Linked DNA regions of Mus musculus: region 1 is linked to region 2. The links are chromatin contacts, called in public promoter capture Hi-C maps. All regions are on one chromosome and are shown on one strand. Each heading gives the region's core, a stretch centred on a gene start, on an enhancer-like site or on the middle of the called end of the contact. The rest is flanking DNA. Distances are from core to core; before and after follow the strand shown. Region 1 overlaps Arfgap3 (ADP-ribosylation factor GTPase activating protein 3). Region 2 holds the start of Septin3 (septin 3).

Region 1 (2,794 bases), core at 164-2,663, 1.0 Mb after region 2:
CTGGGCAGGGGGAGGGCAGTTGGGGAGATGGCTCTCTGGATAAAGAACTCATCAAGTGTGAGGAGGGGTTCGGATCATAGCCCATGATGGGCGTGGCAGCCCACCTGTAATTCCAGATTGAAGGGAGGAGACTGCAGATCTCCCAGAGCAACCTGCCAGTTAGACTAGTCCGATCTGTGAGCTCTGGGTTCAATTAAGAGACCTGCCTTAAAGAATGGAGAGTGGAGAGTGAAGGGGGAAGATTCCCACCAGTCTCTGTCCTCCACGTGCACAGGTACGCGCACACACACATATACACATACATACAACACACTCTTACATGCTAAAAGCACCAAGGGATAAGCGGGGAAGTGGGAAATAGCCTTTCCCTAACATGGCTGTCACTCTTTCCCCTACTCTCGCATCTGGGGCCCTGAGCACTCTATCCTTCCCACACAGGGCCCAGTCCACAGCCCACACACTCTCTGGCCCTGCTGCGCTGGTGGCTCTGATGATCTCCGAGCTCCCCACTCAGTCTTTCAACCTTCTCTGGCAGACACCAGCCCTGAGTACCATGCACGATGTCTAGCACGCCTCATAGAGCATCTACTTCCCAGGAAGCACACATGGGCCATGAACCCCAGCCTGCTTGATCTGACCCGAGAGTGATGGGAATGAGGCCACACAGACCTGCTTCCAACACTAGCATAGGCTCTTTGCAGCTGTGCATGCATGCCAAATGAGGCATCCTTAGCAGGCAGATCTCCGAGTTCGAGGCCGGCCTGGTCTATAGAATGAGTAGTCCTCTGTAAGGCCATCCAGCAGCTCGGAGGCGGGGTAAGGGGGGTTCAGGCAGGCAGCCACAACAGTCCCACCTACCTGGGCTCAGTAGAGGGGCAAGTTCTGCTCAAGGCAGACAGCTAGCCATAGTCGCCAGAGTCAGGGGTGGCCTGGCGCCCTAGGGAGTACCTCACAATACTGAGTTGCTATGGGCCCAGGGTCAGAGTTCAGTGGACCTTTGTTCTGTGGTTGGGGCAGGAGGAAGTCTGAGCTGGCCTGAGCTCTGTAACAACATGCAGGGCAGAAGGGTGTGTTCCCTTCAAAGAGCTCTCTCGTTTTTTTTTTTTTTCTTCTTCTTTTTGTTTTGTTTCGCTTTGTTTTTATAACAATAATGTTTTGGAGTAAATGTTCCAGGAAATTCATTAGAAAAGCATTCAGAGACTTCAACAGCCTTGGCCTTGGGACTGAGCTGTCTGACTGGCTCCGGCACTGCCAGGGCAGGCGCTCTGCTGGGAGACCTTGAGGAGGCGGAGCGCCTTTGTGCCAGGGTCACATCCCAGCAGGAAGCTGGCCCGACAGAAGGCTATGATGTGAGGGTCAGACTGAAGCCAGGAGTCAGGGTGGCCCTAGCTAAAGCTTCACCGGGCAGTGACTGACCAAGAACAGCAGCCTCTGCCCTGTCAGGCACCAGCGCAGCCAGCTGGCCCTCCTGTCTCTCTGAACACTGTTGCCTACCTGCCAGCCACTTTGCCAGCACACACCAGCCTAGAATGGTTCTCCTGGCTTAGGCCCAGGAAGCTGGTTAGTGCTGCTGTATCTAAGGCCCAAACCTCCACACAGAAAGTTCCAGAGAGTCGAGACTACCCTACTCCTCCTCTGTGGAAGCGGCATCCAATACACATGTCTGATCCACATGTCTGAGAGACGGTGTGGCCACCAGGATGGTTACCCTACACAAATGCTCAGGCCTTCTGCACACCAAAGCCAGTCAGGTTGTGAAGTGTGCAATCCAGCGTACAGAGAGCACTCAGCCTGCAACGCTGGCGCCTGAGATCTCTTCCTCTTAGTTCTTTTCCTGAAACGACCTCAGAGGCTGCTGCCATTTCATGCTCGCCCTGTGGCCTGGTGGGCTGTGCGCGGTGTTCATGTAGGCCTTCCGGGATAGGGGGTACAGAGGTCAATGCAGAAGGCACAGCTCTGTCCAGGCAGTGAAGGGCCTACTCTGAGCTCCTGGGTGGACTCCAGCCCGGGGATGACCAGACGCCCCATGCAGAGATGTAGCAGGCAGTGCAGCCAGGCCCTTCCTCTCCACCTGTCAATTCCCAAGCTGTACCGAGTCTTTTTCGGAGTTACTCGCTCCTTCCCACCTGTGCATCCTGAGGGCTCAGGGCCTGTGAGGTGGCTCCTGGGGCTCACTCCAGGACTGATACCGTACACAGTATCTCAGGTCAACCATTCCACAGGAAAGAGACAGAGGCCAACTAGCCAGTGGCTGGCATCTCACAGGTCACAGGAACCCCTGCCACCTCTATGAACAATGATCTTGATACTAAGTTGCCAAATGACAGGGGCACTGTGGCATAAATGTCATGACTTCCGTCTCAGGGGACACCTCAGCTCTCATTGCTCACATAGGGACAAGGCTTAGGGTACTAGGGTGTGGAATCTTGGGAAGGGAAGGTCCTATGGGGATGCACGCGCTGGGGCTGGGGATGCCCTGGAGCCCTGGTGAGCCTCACCTGCAGTCTGCTTCCTCTGCTCATCAAAAAGGTCTGCAGAGCTTATGGAGGAGCTGGTGGAGAGCCTCTCCAGCCGCGCCCGGGTTTCAAACTAGGCAGAAATAGAGGCAGAGTCAGACTCCAAGAACTGCTGAAGAGAGATGGGGGTGGGCTTGTTCCCTTGGTTCTCCACCTCCCAGTCACCCCAAGCCAGGGCCTGGAGATGATGGAGGTCACAGGTGGGTGGGGCAACATCCCACATCACTGTCATTATGATCAGTATGAGGGGCAGCCAGAGTTGACACTCTGCTCTCAGC
Region 2 (3,126 bases), core at 488-2,987:
TGGAAAACGAAGTCAGCATTTTCCTCCAGTTGCTCCTTATTGGCTAAGTAGAAACTTAGCTCAGTCCATGGCTGTGCATAAACCAGGTGTGGCAGAGCCCGCCCGTAATCGCAGCCACCATCACTGGAGGCCCGAGGACACCAGTTCAAGGTCATTTTTGGAAGTTTAGGGCCAACTTGGTATATGTAAGACCCCATCTAAAACAAAAACATCTGCTTCAGCTGCTGTCTGGAGTTTCAGAAGAAGACTAAGGGAGATCTGACTTGGGAGTAGGGTAACACATTTCTAACAATTTCTGAATACAGGCCATTTGCTATTATTTTAATTTATGCAAAATGGCAGTCTGAGCATTGCCAATGATACAATCAAAATATCCATCAGTTCTAGGAAAAAACCCACTGAAACAGCTAAGATTTAGTTTCATAAAAACAAACGAACATCTCTACCTCATTAATATGCAAATTTGCCTTTGTCTTTAACAAATGGTAAACTTTTACGTGTACCAAAGAATTATTTTAAAATAAATTTCTTTTTTTCAAATTAATGTTATCTATTTGGTGTTATTCTGTTTTGTTGTTTCTGTGGCTCTGGGGACTGAACTCAGAGTTTTATGCACGTCAGCCGGGAGCTCTGTCACTATACCAATCCCCAGGCAAAATGGATCAATTCCTTTGAATTATTCTCAGTAAGTACTCGATGTATAGGACTGTATTCTATACCTATATACATGACGCTGAGTACAAATGTCTCGGCTACAGCGGCTGCAGATAGAAAAAATGACAAGAGGTTTGCTCAGAGATGGTCAGTCAACCCTGGAGGGAAAGGAGGCAGACCAGCAGGCGAAAGACAGAGATGGATGGGACGCGGGTCTTGCTCTGAAAGGAGGGAGGCGGGGTGGATTCTAGATCTTCAGGCTGGAAGAAATCACTTCAGGGCATCTAATCTCTAACTGAGAAGACAGCTGAGAACTAGGAGGGTTTTGTTATTGTTGTTAGGTTTGGTTTTTTTGTTTGCTTGTTTTTTTCCGGGACAGGATTTCTGTGTAAAGCCCTGGCTGTTCTGGAACTTACTGATACCGGCCTCTACCTCCTAGTGCTGGGATTAAAAGTGTGTGCCACCACCTCCTGGCCTATTGGACAGGAGTCTTATAATGAGTGGTCAGGCAAGGAGAACCCAGGGCCCCTGACTTCAGCCCCACCCAGCTGCTTGATCTCCAGGAGGTAATAAGGCAGTGTAGGCCCTACAGAGCCGGCTCCCCAGGGTGTCCAGGCTGATTTTGCCACCTCTTTCTTTTCTCAGGGCCTCAAAACATGTAGGGAGGGGAAAGAACTCAGACAGCGCCCCTCCCCCTCCACTGTGATTGCTTGCAGGTTGCCTGGTAACCAGGGCATAGCCAGCTATGGCAACCTAAGGCTCAGAGGGATGAGAATGGGATGAGAAGAGAAGAGGATCCTGGGCCCACACGTTCATCATTCAGTCACTGTGAGAAACATGCTGAGTGATTCTTGTTAGGCCCTGGGACCCAGAGAAGGATAAGATCTGCGTCTTTCAGGACTTTGCTGTCCAATATGGTAGATGGACATTCAAATGAAATAAAATTGAAAAAAAAAATCCAGGTCCTTGGTCATCATAGAATAGTGGTAAGTGCTCGGGAGCCGCCTGTGGCTGGTGGCTATTTTATTGGACAGTGGACACATAGAACATTTCCATTATCACAGAAAGTTCTATTGGCCGGCCAGAAGCTCACTCGCCAAGGCGAGCAGCTCACAGGAAAGCAGGCCAGAGCCCCCAGTGTTGTGGGGTATGGCAGAAAGGAAGTGGCAAGATGATGGGTCGAGGACATGCCAAGAGAACGTTGGGCTTGGCTCCTGGCTCAGAGTGAGTGTTTAGGGCACGTCTGTGGCCTGCACTCTGTGGCTGAGATGCTGTGCCCATCTGCTTACGGGCCTGGCTTTGGCAGAAGACTCTGAGTTTCTCCAGCCTGGCTCAGTCCCTGGCACAGAGTAAGTACCCAGCCAATGGCGTCTCTTCCCACCACGGTCCTTCTCATACTATCATGTGACAGAGCAGCCTGGTGCTGGGGAACCCAGGAAAAGGTTCTTAGCCCAGTGGCCACAGGCTGCTGAGGATCTGCCTCACCAGAGACAGCTGGGGTAGGTCTGTGGATTTCTTTGAGGTCTGGCCCGGGGCTGGCTAGCTTCATACCCCGAGTCTTACTTAGCAGAGGATCTGTCTGAAGCAGGATGGGTCTCAGAGAATGGATTTGAAGGGTACAGTTGTATACACAGAAATCCCAACATGAAGCACAACCGCAGGAGCATGGACACAGATGGCCCTGGGGTCAGCAAAGTCTTAGGTGGTTGCAGAGGGAAAGTGGGAGGGCATGAGACAAACAGGGACATCACCGTTGGAGTAGCTCAGTTCTCTCTTACTGGTGACACTTCTCAAGGGTCCAGTCTTGGAGACAAGGACACATGGGTTATGTGCCATCCCCTCCCTAGGTGGCTCTGCGCGTATAGGGCAGCTCAGCTGGCTGACGCCCATAGCTCTGTAGGATTCCAGAGACTCAGAGCAGCCATTCACTGCCACCCACTCTCAAGAGGCCAGAGCCTCCCTGCCCGGAGCCCAGTCCAGCGAGAGGGACAGGTCAGGGGAGAACTGGGCCCTCAGCTAGTGGACTATGATCAGGAGGCTTAGTGAAAGCTCAAGAGAGGACCCAGAGAAGAGAGGTCTCTGAGCCCGGCCACATGGCTAGCCTCTGGGTGCAGAGGAGTGGGTGGGGTCTGCAAGAGGTCAGCTTCCTTGACTGAAAACCACCGGCTTCTTTTCTGTCTTCTGATCCAGGTAGGTGTGCCTGCCTGTTTGTGTGTGTGTGTGTGTGTGTGTGTGTGTGTGGGTATGTGGGGAGGGTAGAACCAAGGTGTTCACAGGACACGGGGCTCACTGAGGAGGCAAGGATCTAGTGACACAAGAACAAGGTGACCTCAGGAGTTCTGGTCCTTGGGTCTGTGGCTAAGCGAAGGGTGAACACGGTGTGCCCAGGTGCATGTGGTGGGAACAGTGGGCAAGAGAGGTCAGGGCGGCAGGGATATGCCTAATGGAGAAGAGGCAGAGAGGCTGGACAGT

Evidence for each region. Promoter capture Hi-C pulls out the DNA fragments that hold promoters and counts their contacts.
Region 1: a promoter capture Hi-C map of liver shows a contact between it and region 2, with 3 times the contacts expected there. The contact joins the enhancer-like site here to the promoter of Septin3 in region 2. A contact is called at or near these places in 2 of 39 promoter capture datasets (hippocampal neurons and liver), 1 of 115 datasets of contacts at active chromatin or transcription factors (embryonic forebrain) and 1 of 9 other capture datasets (embryonic stem cells).

What each region holds. Positions count from the first base shown.
Region 1 is chr15:83,304,383-83,307,176 of GRCm38.p6, forward strand. It overlaps Arfgap3 (ADP-ribosylation factor GTPase activating protein 3), which reads right to left. Exons shown (of 16, transcript NM_001357756.1): 14 at 2,499-2,589. Among named protein-coding and RNA genes, the nearest start is that of Gm32788, 9.0 kb to the left of the region's middle. Within about 2 kb of position 1,414, at least 94 of the 459 cell types and tissues checked have an H3K27ac peak or open chromatin away from gene starts, as enhancers often do. A contact at or near this core is called in embryonic stem cells and liver, where this site is marked.
Region 2 is chr15:82,267,065-82,270,190 of GRCm38.p6, forward strand. It overlaps Septin3 (septin 3), which reads left to right and starts at 1,738. Exons shown (of 12, transcript NM_001368785.1): 1 at 1,738-2,003. The region is part of intron 2 of Gm52180 (a long non-coding RNA gene); the gene reads right to left.